Regions from separate parts of the Mus musculus genome. Here region 1 is linked to region 2. The links are chromatin contacts, called in public Hi-C maps. All regions are on one chromosome and are shown on one strand. Each heading gives the region's core, a stretch centred on a gene start, on an enhancer-like site or on the middle of the called end of the contact. The rest is flanking DNA. Distances are from core to core; before and after follow the strand shown.

The links. A called contact is a pair of places that touch in the nucleus more often than the background predicts.
Region 1: a Hi-C map of the N1E-115 cell line shows a contact between it and region 2, with 4 times the contacts expected there. The contact joins two enhancer-like sites. A contact is called at or near these places in 5 of 39 promoter capture datasets (embryonic stem cells, hippocampal neurons, liver and 1 more), 5 of 484 Hi-C or Micro-C datasets (CD8 T cells, the N1E-115 cell line, bone marrow-derived macrophages and 1 more), 13 of 115 datasets of contacts at active chromatin or transcription factors (T-cell acute lymphoblastic leukemia, acute myeloid leukemia, bone marrow-derived macrophages and 6 more) and 4 of 9 other capture datasets (adipose tissue, liver, macrophages and 1 more).

What each region holds. Positions count from the first base shown.
Region 1 is chr2:118,657,751-118,661,874 of GRCm38.p6, reverse strand. No RefSeq gene overlaps it. Among named protein-coding and RNA genes, the nearest start is that of Pak6, 3.8 kb to the left of the region's middle. Within about 2 kb of position 2,529, at least 167 of the 459 cell types and tissues checked have an H3K27ac peak or open chromatin away from gene starts, as enhancers often do. A contact at or near this core is called in CD8 T cells, the N1E-115 cell line, T-cell acute lymphoblastic leukemia and 1 more, where this site is marked.
Region 2 is chr2:118,487,854-118,491,714 of GRCm38.p6, reverse strand. No RefSeq gene overlaps it. Among named protein-coding and RNA genes, the nearest start is that of Gm32684, 9.1 kb to the left of the region's middle. Within about 2 kb of position 1,359, at least 172 of the 459 cell types and tissues checked have an H3K27ac peak or open chromatin away from gene starts, as enhancers often do. A contact at or near this core is called in CD8 T cells, the N1E-115 cell line, T-cell acute lymphoblastic leukemia and 1 more, where this site is marked.

The DNA.
Region 1 (4,124 bases), core at 1,280-3,779, 170 kb before region 2:
AGAAGCAAGTTAAGTCAGAAGCAAATTTATGGTGGATCACACCTGTAATTCCAGCACTGGAGGGGGGGGGGCTAAGGTAGGAGGGTTACTGTTAGTTTGAGGATAGCCTAGGCTATGTAAAGCATTCTAGGCCTACATCGAATCTGATATCTCTCTCTCTCTCCATATATATTAGTATTGTTTATGATCAGAAAAAATGGAAGCCATAGAAAGCTCACAAATCGGGGACTGACTAATATCAGATGGTACTTTCTTATGCAGCCAAATAACTGCTGGACCCTGACCAAGGATGGAGTCAGGTCAGCAAGATGGCTCAGTGGGTAAAAGGGCAGCCACTTGAACCCGACAACCTGAGTTAGAACGCTGGAGCCCATGGTGGAGGGAGAGAAGTTGTCCTCTGACCCCCACATGTGCATTTTGGCATTCATGCACATGCATGTGCACACACGCACATACACGTAATGATAAAATAAGAATTAAAATTTGTATCTGTTTCTCTGTGGGGGAAGAATGGCACTGACACCAGAGAGAGATGACGCCACATCCTGCAAGACAATAGAAATCATCTTCTCCAGTTCACTGAAAAGCATAAGCTATTTCTATACCTGTTTCTAACTCTGCTGTCACGTTGAGAGGGGGGTCTGGTGAACCTTCTACTTTCTTTAAAATTTTAACTTTTCCATTATCTGAAATTTTCACTGAACATATTTTTCTACTTTTAAAAATACCTGTTTAAAAATAAGCAAGAAGGGGTGGAAAGATACCTCAATGGTTAAGAGCACCAGCCGCTCTTCCAGAGGACCCAAGTTTGATTCCCATCACCACATAGCAGCTTGAACCATTTGAAACCCTAATTTTAGGGGATCTGGTGCCCTCTTTGACCTCTGTGGGCAACACACACACACACACACACACACTACACAAACAAACATGTGGGCAAACATTTATTAGCATAAAACCACAAAAAGCAAGGGTTTAAAAATTGAGATACAGGGCCTGGAGAGATGGCTCAGTGGTTAAGAGCACTGACTGCTCTTCCAGAGGTCTTAAGTTCAAATCCTAGCAACCATATGGTGGCTCACAACCATTTGTAATGAGATCTGATGCTCTCTTCTGATGTGTCTGAAGACAGCTACAGTGTACTTACACATAATAAATAAATCTTTAAAAAGCAAAAATAACAATTGAGACACAGAATGCCAAGCTAACATGGAAGCCCACACTCTGTAAAGAGCACACGGAGCTCATATATCTGAACGTCCTCCACAATTCCATTTTAAGGCAATGTGGGCAATGAAAAGTCCTTTTTCTTCTTTCAAATGCCCAGAAATAGTTTAGAAGGAAGAGCAAGATTGAAGGAGTTAAGGAGGTAGGCTGTTTATTATACTAAATTTGAAGGAATAATTGATTGGAATAACAATTACATCCACTCTCTTTAGGAAATGTGACATTTCTAAGTTCTGGTTGGTTTATAAGAAGTAACAGAAATTGCTGAAGAAACTGTCAGCAGCCCCAGTCCAGGCAACAGCTACAAACCCAGCAGCCACAGATAACAGAGGGTGCAGGAAGAGAGCAACACAAGCCCCTCCTCCTCCCTTCCAAATTAGCCACGCTCTCCAAATAGCAAGCCCGGGGATAGAGGACAGAGCAGAGAAGTCAGGGCAGCCTTGGGCCTCTAAACATCAGCATTGACCACAGCCTTCACAGATGCCCACACTTGGACAAAAGGTGCTCTGAAACACCTACTGCAGCCCGGCACTGAGACCAAGAGGATTCTGATTGGCTGGCTCAAGTCATGTGCCCACTCGGACAAAGGGGAGGGATATTCTGGAAACAGTGCTCTGTTAAGATACTGTGTGTGGGCTGGAAATTTAGAGTGATACCATTAAAGGAAAGGAAACTGTGTCCCAGGGTCCCTTCCCATCCCCAAAGTACCCTCAACAACAAATACATCAGCCAGGGGTCGTCACAACCTTTCCACTAGCTTTTCTAATAAGTCAATTCCTGAGGAGGAGAGTCCACAGTTGCTGACACTTAGATTCCTCATATCTTTCGGGACTTCTGAAAACTGATGACCTATAGACTGAGAACAGGTTCTCTGAGTGCTGCACGGGTGAGAGATGTGGTGAGATAGCAGTAAACGTGGGTCTATACACATGCGCATGCGTGTGTGCTCGCAGTGCACACACACATTTGTACACGTGCACATGCATTTGTACACGCACACGCTCGTACATACACACACAAACACACCATATAAAGATAGGAAGAATTCCTGAGAAGGCTTGGTTGCCTGTTGCAAGTGAGAGTACTCAGATATCTCGAGTCCTATCCATTGGCACATCCCGTGCCCTCCTTATCTTTCTGGAATCATCTCTCTCATTCCGGTAGCCGGTGAGCTCTCTAGGACAGGATATAGCGGCTGCTTGTGTTATTTGGTTGGATGAATGAGTGAATATCTGAAGAGGCTCAGTGCTCTAGCCACTCTTACTTAGCACCCATGATTCAGAGCATAGATGAATTCCAGGAAGCCCCACCCCTCCTCCAAAAGATGCCAACAGCCAACTGCAGCTCTGGGAGATAAGGTGACTCAGCAAAAAACACAGAGGAAATGAGAGGCAGTCAGGACCAGACCTTAACTTTCCCTGCTCACAGGTTTGGGTGTTCCCCTTACTGCTGGTAAGGCCTGTCTAGAGGCAGCCCTGAGAGTGCTGGTCCAGTAACTCTGTTGAGACAGTAGCAGTCCTGTCTCCTGTTGGTTCCCAGGGATCTCACAGTGTGAGTCAACCAAGCCAGTGTCCTTACAACTTTAAAGTCTTTCACTTTGCTGCCTTCTGGTTTTGTGAATGAACACATACTTACAAACTCAACAGCAACCGACCTTCCAACGGAGTCAGCAAGGCAGGAATAACTGCTTATACCCATCTTGTCTCTCTTTATGATTTTAAACTGTCATTTGTGGGGTGCATTTGGAAAAGCCATGCCAGTAAGGAAATATGAAGTTTTCATAAGCCAATAATTGTGAAATTGCTTTAAGTAATAAAAATGTTTAGATACAAATGTTGGGGTTCCAGTGTGTCCACAATTTTCCCCTGGATGGCCCCAAAGGTCTAGATCTTTTGCTGCTGCCTTGGACTCCCCACCCACATTTACAGCCTTTTTGCTGACTGAGCCCGGCTTGTCTCCACCTGCCTATACTCTCAGAGCCTGGAGGGGAGGAACAGGCTGTCGGCCACACCCACACACCCCAGCCCAACCCAGTGCAAGCTTGAGAGGAACAGCTTGGATATGTGAGCAGGTGTGGTCACTGGAGGACCACGTGTCCAGCACCTCAGAGCTGGCTTTTAGGGGCGCTAGACCAGAGGGAGAGGTCACAGACATTCAAGGTGATCCACTCTAGGGTGCTGGCCACAAAGGGGAGAATCATTGCATCTATTCAAGATGCTCTCAGAGGGAAGACTCCCGGGCCCTGTCCTAGGAATGCTCTAAGTCTCGTGTGTGTGTGTGTGTGTGTGTGTGTGTGTGTGTGTGTGTGTGTGTGTGTGTGTGTGTGTGCCCTCCTGGCTCTGCTCTCCCTTTCCTGTCAGATGCAGAAGTGGGGAAAGCCTGGTCTGATGGCAAGCCTGCCACTGTTCTGCACTCTAGATCGGGTACCAGGGGCATCAGCTTACGGAATGCCTGCCAGAGTACCAGGAGAAGGGACCACCAGTGACCACCTGGTAGAGGCTGCCGTGGGTCACACTCCTTCAGCCTTAACCTGAGGTGAGCTTGCTTCTCTTCCTGCAAGCAAAGAGGAGGGAGAGGAACCTTCCAATTGCCAGGAGGGCTGCATCCCAGGCTGCCAGTGGGCAGGAGCAAGTGAGGAGGAACCTTGAGGGACCTGAAGGGAGGTGGTGATGACTCCCCTGAGAAGCCTCCATACCCACAGCACCCATTTCAGGGATCTGGGGGTTAAGAGATTGTGGTTATAAGCATAGTCCCAGAGTGAGCGGCAAGAACACACTTTTTTTTTGAGAGAGTTTTTTTTTTTAAGATTTATTTATTTATTATATGTAAGTACACTATAGCTGTCTTCAGACACTCCAGAAGAGGGCATCAGATCTCATTACAGGTGGTTGTGAGCC
Region 2 (3,861 bases), core at 110-2,609:
CAGTAGCTGGGTCTGGGGTGGGAGGAGGTAGGGGCAGAGAAAAGCTGTGCAGAGCCACGGGCTCTACTGGGCTCTCAGCCTTGGCTCCTGAGGACTTGCCCCCAACAGACCTCGGAGCAGGTGTGAACCCTCTGTCCCCAGAGTTTCTCATAGAACAGTTTGTTCTGTGGGGGGAGGGATGGGGGTGGGGGGGACAGCAGTCAGTGTAGGCGAGTGAGAGACATTAGTAGGACCCTGGAGCCTGATGCAGCTGCTTCCTGTTGTCAGAGCACTTCCTGCAATGGAGAGACTGGTCTCCCTGGCCTTGACACACACACACACACACACACACACACACACACACACACACACACACACGGAAAGTCTCAGTGAAGAAGCTGCTTATGCTCTTAAGACTTACCAGCTCCCTTGGGGAAGCAGGTCCCTGTCCCCAAATGTGCTCACTCAGTCCTGTCTCCTTGCCTAGTGTGAAAGATTTCTTTTGTCTTCTCTGCACCTGACTGTCTTCCATTCTCTGTTTGTCTTCCTCAGGTTCATTCTTCCCGAGGTCTGCACACAGACTCTCTCTCTCTCTTTCTCTCTCTCTCGCTCTCTCTCTCTCTCTCTCTGTGTGTGTGTGTGTGTGTGTGTGTGTGTGTGTGTGTGTGTTCACTGGCTCTCCTTGACCGTGTAGCATGCCAGTGTGGGCCCTGCCTCCCCCTGCCTTGTCTTGTGGTTTGACATTTCACCCAGGTTTGTTCTGTCTCTTCCTGAAGACTGACAGACAGGAGACTCTGGGTCCCTTACCACTACCTCCTTACTTCAAACCAGTCAGAACTGGCCATATAAGTGACCGGTACAATGACTCCTGAGCACACGTTCTGTGTCTCTCTCGGTTCCTGTCTGAATTTAGTCAGCAGAGCCAGTTTGCCTCAGACACTGGCATGTTGAAATGAAGCACTGTGCTCTTCTGTGGAACATGCTGTCTTCCAGGCACTTGGTCTCCTAATGGGAAGCTGACCATGACCTTGTTTCTTGTGGCTCTTGTGGCCCCCTGGCCTTCCAGGCCCCCTCTGACTCAGCATTAGAGTTGCTATGGGAATGACCTGAGCTGACCACTCCACCCTTAAAAGGATCTCTGCTGTGTAAGTGTTTGCAGGTGGTCAGTGAGGGAGGAGGGAGCGAGGTGGCCGAGCATGGCCACCTCCATCCCACTCTGAGGGTCAGCAAATGTTTTCAGCCTCTGAACCTGCAGCAGGGCCTGGCTCGTACTCCCTACCGGGGTGGGGCAGGGGGGGTGGTTAGGAGGGCTGGAGTGGGGGTGGAGAGAGCAGTAACCTGGTACTCTCAACCCGGCACTCTTCCCGCAATTGTGAAATGGCCTTGGACAAGAGCCAAGCAGGAAGCTGCCTCTAATCTGTGGCCTGGCGCCTGGGGTGTGAGGCCTGCAACTTACTCTTCCCCTTCCCAGTGATGGCCGAGGCTGACATGCAAGCCCACCTGCCAGGAGACACCCTTGGGTAATGGAAAGGTGTCTAAGCCTCCATCCTGCCTACTTTAAGAAGGTGGGGATTCGTGGGTAGGAATTACCTGTGACCGAGCTCCCAGTGTCTGCTTTCCCTTCCTTATCCCATTCTGTTTTCTTAAGAATAAGGAGGAAGCTGTGAAAGTGGTCCACAGCTTCAATCCCAGCACTTGGGAGGCAGAGGCAGGTACGGATCTCTTGAGTTTAGAGCCAGCTTGGTCTACAGAGTGAGTTCCAGGACAGCCAGGGCTGCCTAGTGAGACCCTGTCTCAAAACAAAACAAAACAAAATAAAGCAAAACAGACAGAACAAACACAAACCAAGCTAACCAACCTCTGCGCCCCCACCACCACCACCAAAAGAATAACTAGAAGGTCAGACTAGAAAGATCTTCAGGGGCCTTTGCCTTCCTGGTTCCATCTTGTGACTCAACTTGTTCATGATCCATTGACATAACTGCCCCATCAGATGGGTGGTCTGCTTCTGTGTCTGTTTCCCTTGTTCACCTCCCAGAGTGGTAGAGTGGCTCCTTCGTCGATGGAGATTGAGTGATAACAGGAGAGTATCTCTCACTTTGGGAGTTAGGATGCCTGGGGAGGCGATCTCTGCTGGAATCCTCACTGTATTATTTCCTGGTCATTTACTTCCAAGCTGGAAAGTTTAAACTTGGGACACTTAGGCATGGTGTCACACACCTTTAATCTCAGCACTCAAGAGGCAGAGGCAGTTAGATCTCTTGTGAGTTTCAAGCCATCTTATTCTGCATAATGAATTCCAGGACAGCCAGAGCTGTGCAGTAAGACCCTGTCTTGAAAACAAACAAACGAACTTGGTACCCCTAATCATCATAAATAGAGAACTCCGACTCCCACCCACTAACAGTGGAGGGAGAAAAAGGCCAGGAGGGGAACAAGAGCCTTCACATAGCACTCTGGATGGGGCTGCTTGCATAACAACCAGGCATCCCTGGCTTGTCCTCCGTTTCCTTTTGTACAGTGCGTGGTCCACCCTGCAATAGTGCTGCCCCACCCCCACCTCTGCACAAGGCACACGGAACCAGGGGATGTTTATGGGGTGCAGTCTCTGGCATCTGAAGTGCCACATTAAAATCTAGCCTTCACTCAACATTTCGGCAGAGCACTCCTGTAACCCCAGCACTCAGAATGCAGAGGCAGGGGAATGATGTTCAAGACAAGCATGTGTTGAGTCCTTGGAGCTTGACCTGAGGTGGACAGCAAGGGAATGAAGAAAGGACAGACACACAGACATACCATACAGGAAGCTGGGACTGGGTGGACTAGGCTCTTGGATGGAGAAACCACAGCATCCTGGAAGCTGAGTGTTTATTATATAGACTTGAAGAGGAAGGGGGAGTTACCGTATACAGCTGAACAAGGAGAGATGTTAATACAGACAGATAAACAGGGAGGCAAGATTAAGGTATACTGGATCAAGGTTTGGCTAATGTGGTAGGTACAGTCTCTAGGGGAGTATTCTTTAGTCCCTAAACATGGCAGTGTTGGTGGGATAAAGCTATGACAGACATTTCTGTACACTCTGTCTACATCCACACATGGATCAGAAGAGAAGGCTTTTCCGGGTTCCCTCTGAGCCCCACCCTGGCAGGAGATGGAGACTTTGCTGTTTTTCCATGGGTCTGAGGCTATAATCCTTGAGTGGCTAACCCCACGTCAGCATTACTCATTCAGTCAGGGTTTCACTCGGTTTTCCTCTGATCCCTACAAGCATGAGCTACAATAAAAAATTTTTTTAAAAAAGTGGCGGGCGGGGTGTGTGTGAGACATATGATGAATGGGTCAGGTGAGGTAGCTTACAGGCACAGAGGTGAGGTGAGGTAACCGTTTCTGTAGGGGGAGGGGTGGGTCTTGGGAGGACCAATTAGTTGTGCTCTGGGTACTGTTTGAGTAGGAGTGTGTGAGAACACTGACAGCTGGCTTCTCTGGGTTTCGTTTGTGGGATGTCTCTGTACAGGTCTCATTTAACTCACCCTAGTGAGGAAGACCTTCCCATTTCCAGTTGAGATGGAAGTTCTTAGAAATAAAAGTGGCTTTCGTGGGATGGAGAGATCACTTGTCGCTTAAGATCACTCTTAGCTCTTCCAGAAGACCCAGATTCTATTCCCAGCATCTACACAGCAGCTGACAACCATCTGTGACTCCAGTTCTAGGGATCTGATGCCCTCTTCTGGCCTCTGTGGGCGCTGCATGTGTGTTACACAGACTTACCTGCAGGACAAACACTCATAAACACACACAGAAAATTCTTCTTTAAAAAGTGACTTTCTTTTGGAAACACAACTAGAAAGTGCTGTGTGGAGCCTAGAATTTAAGGATTTG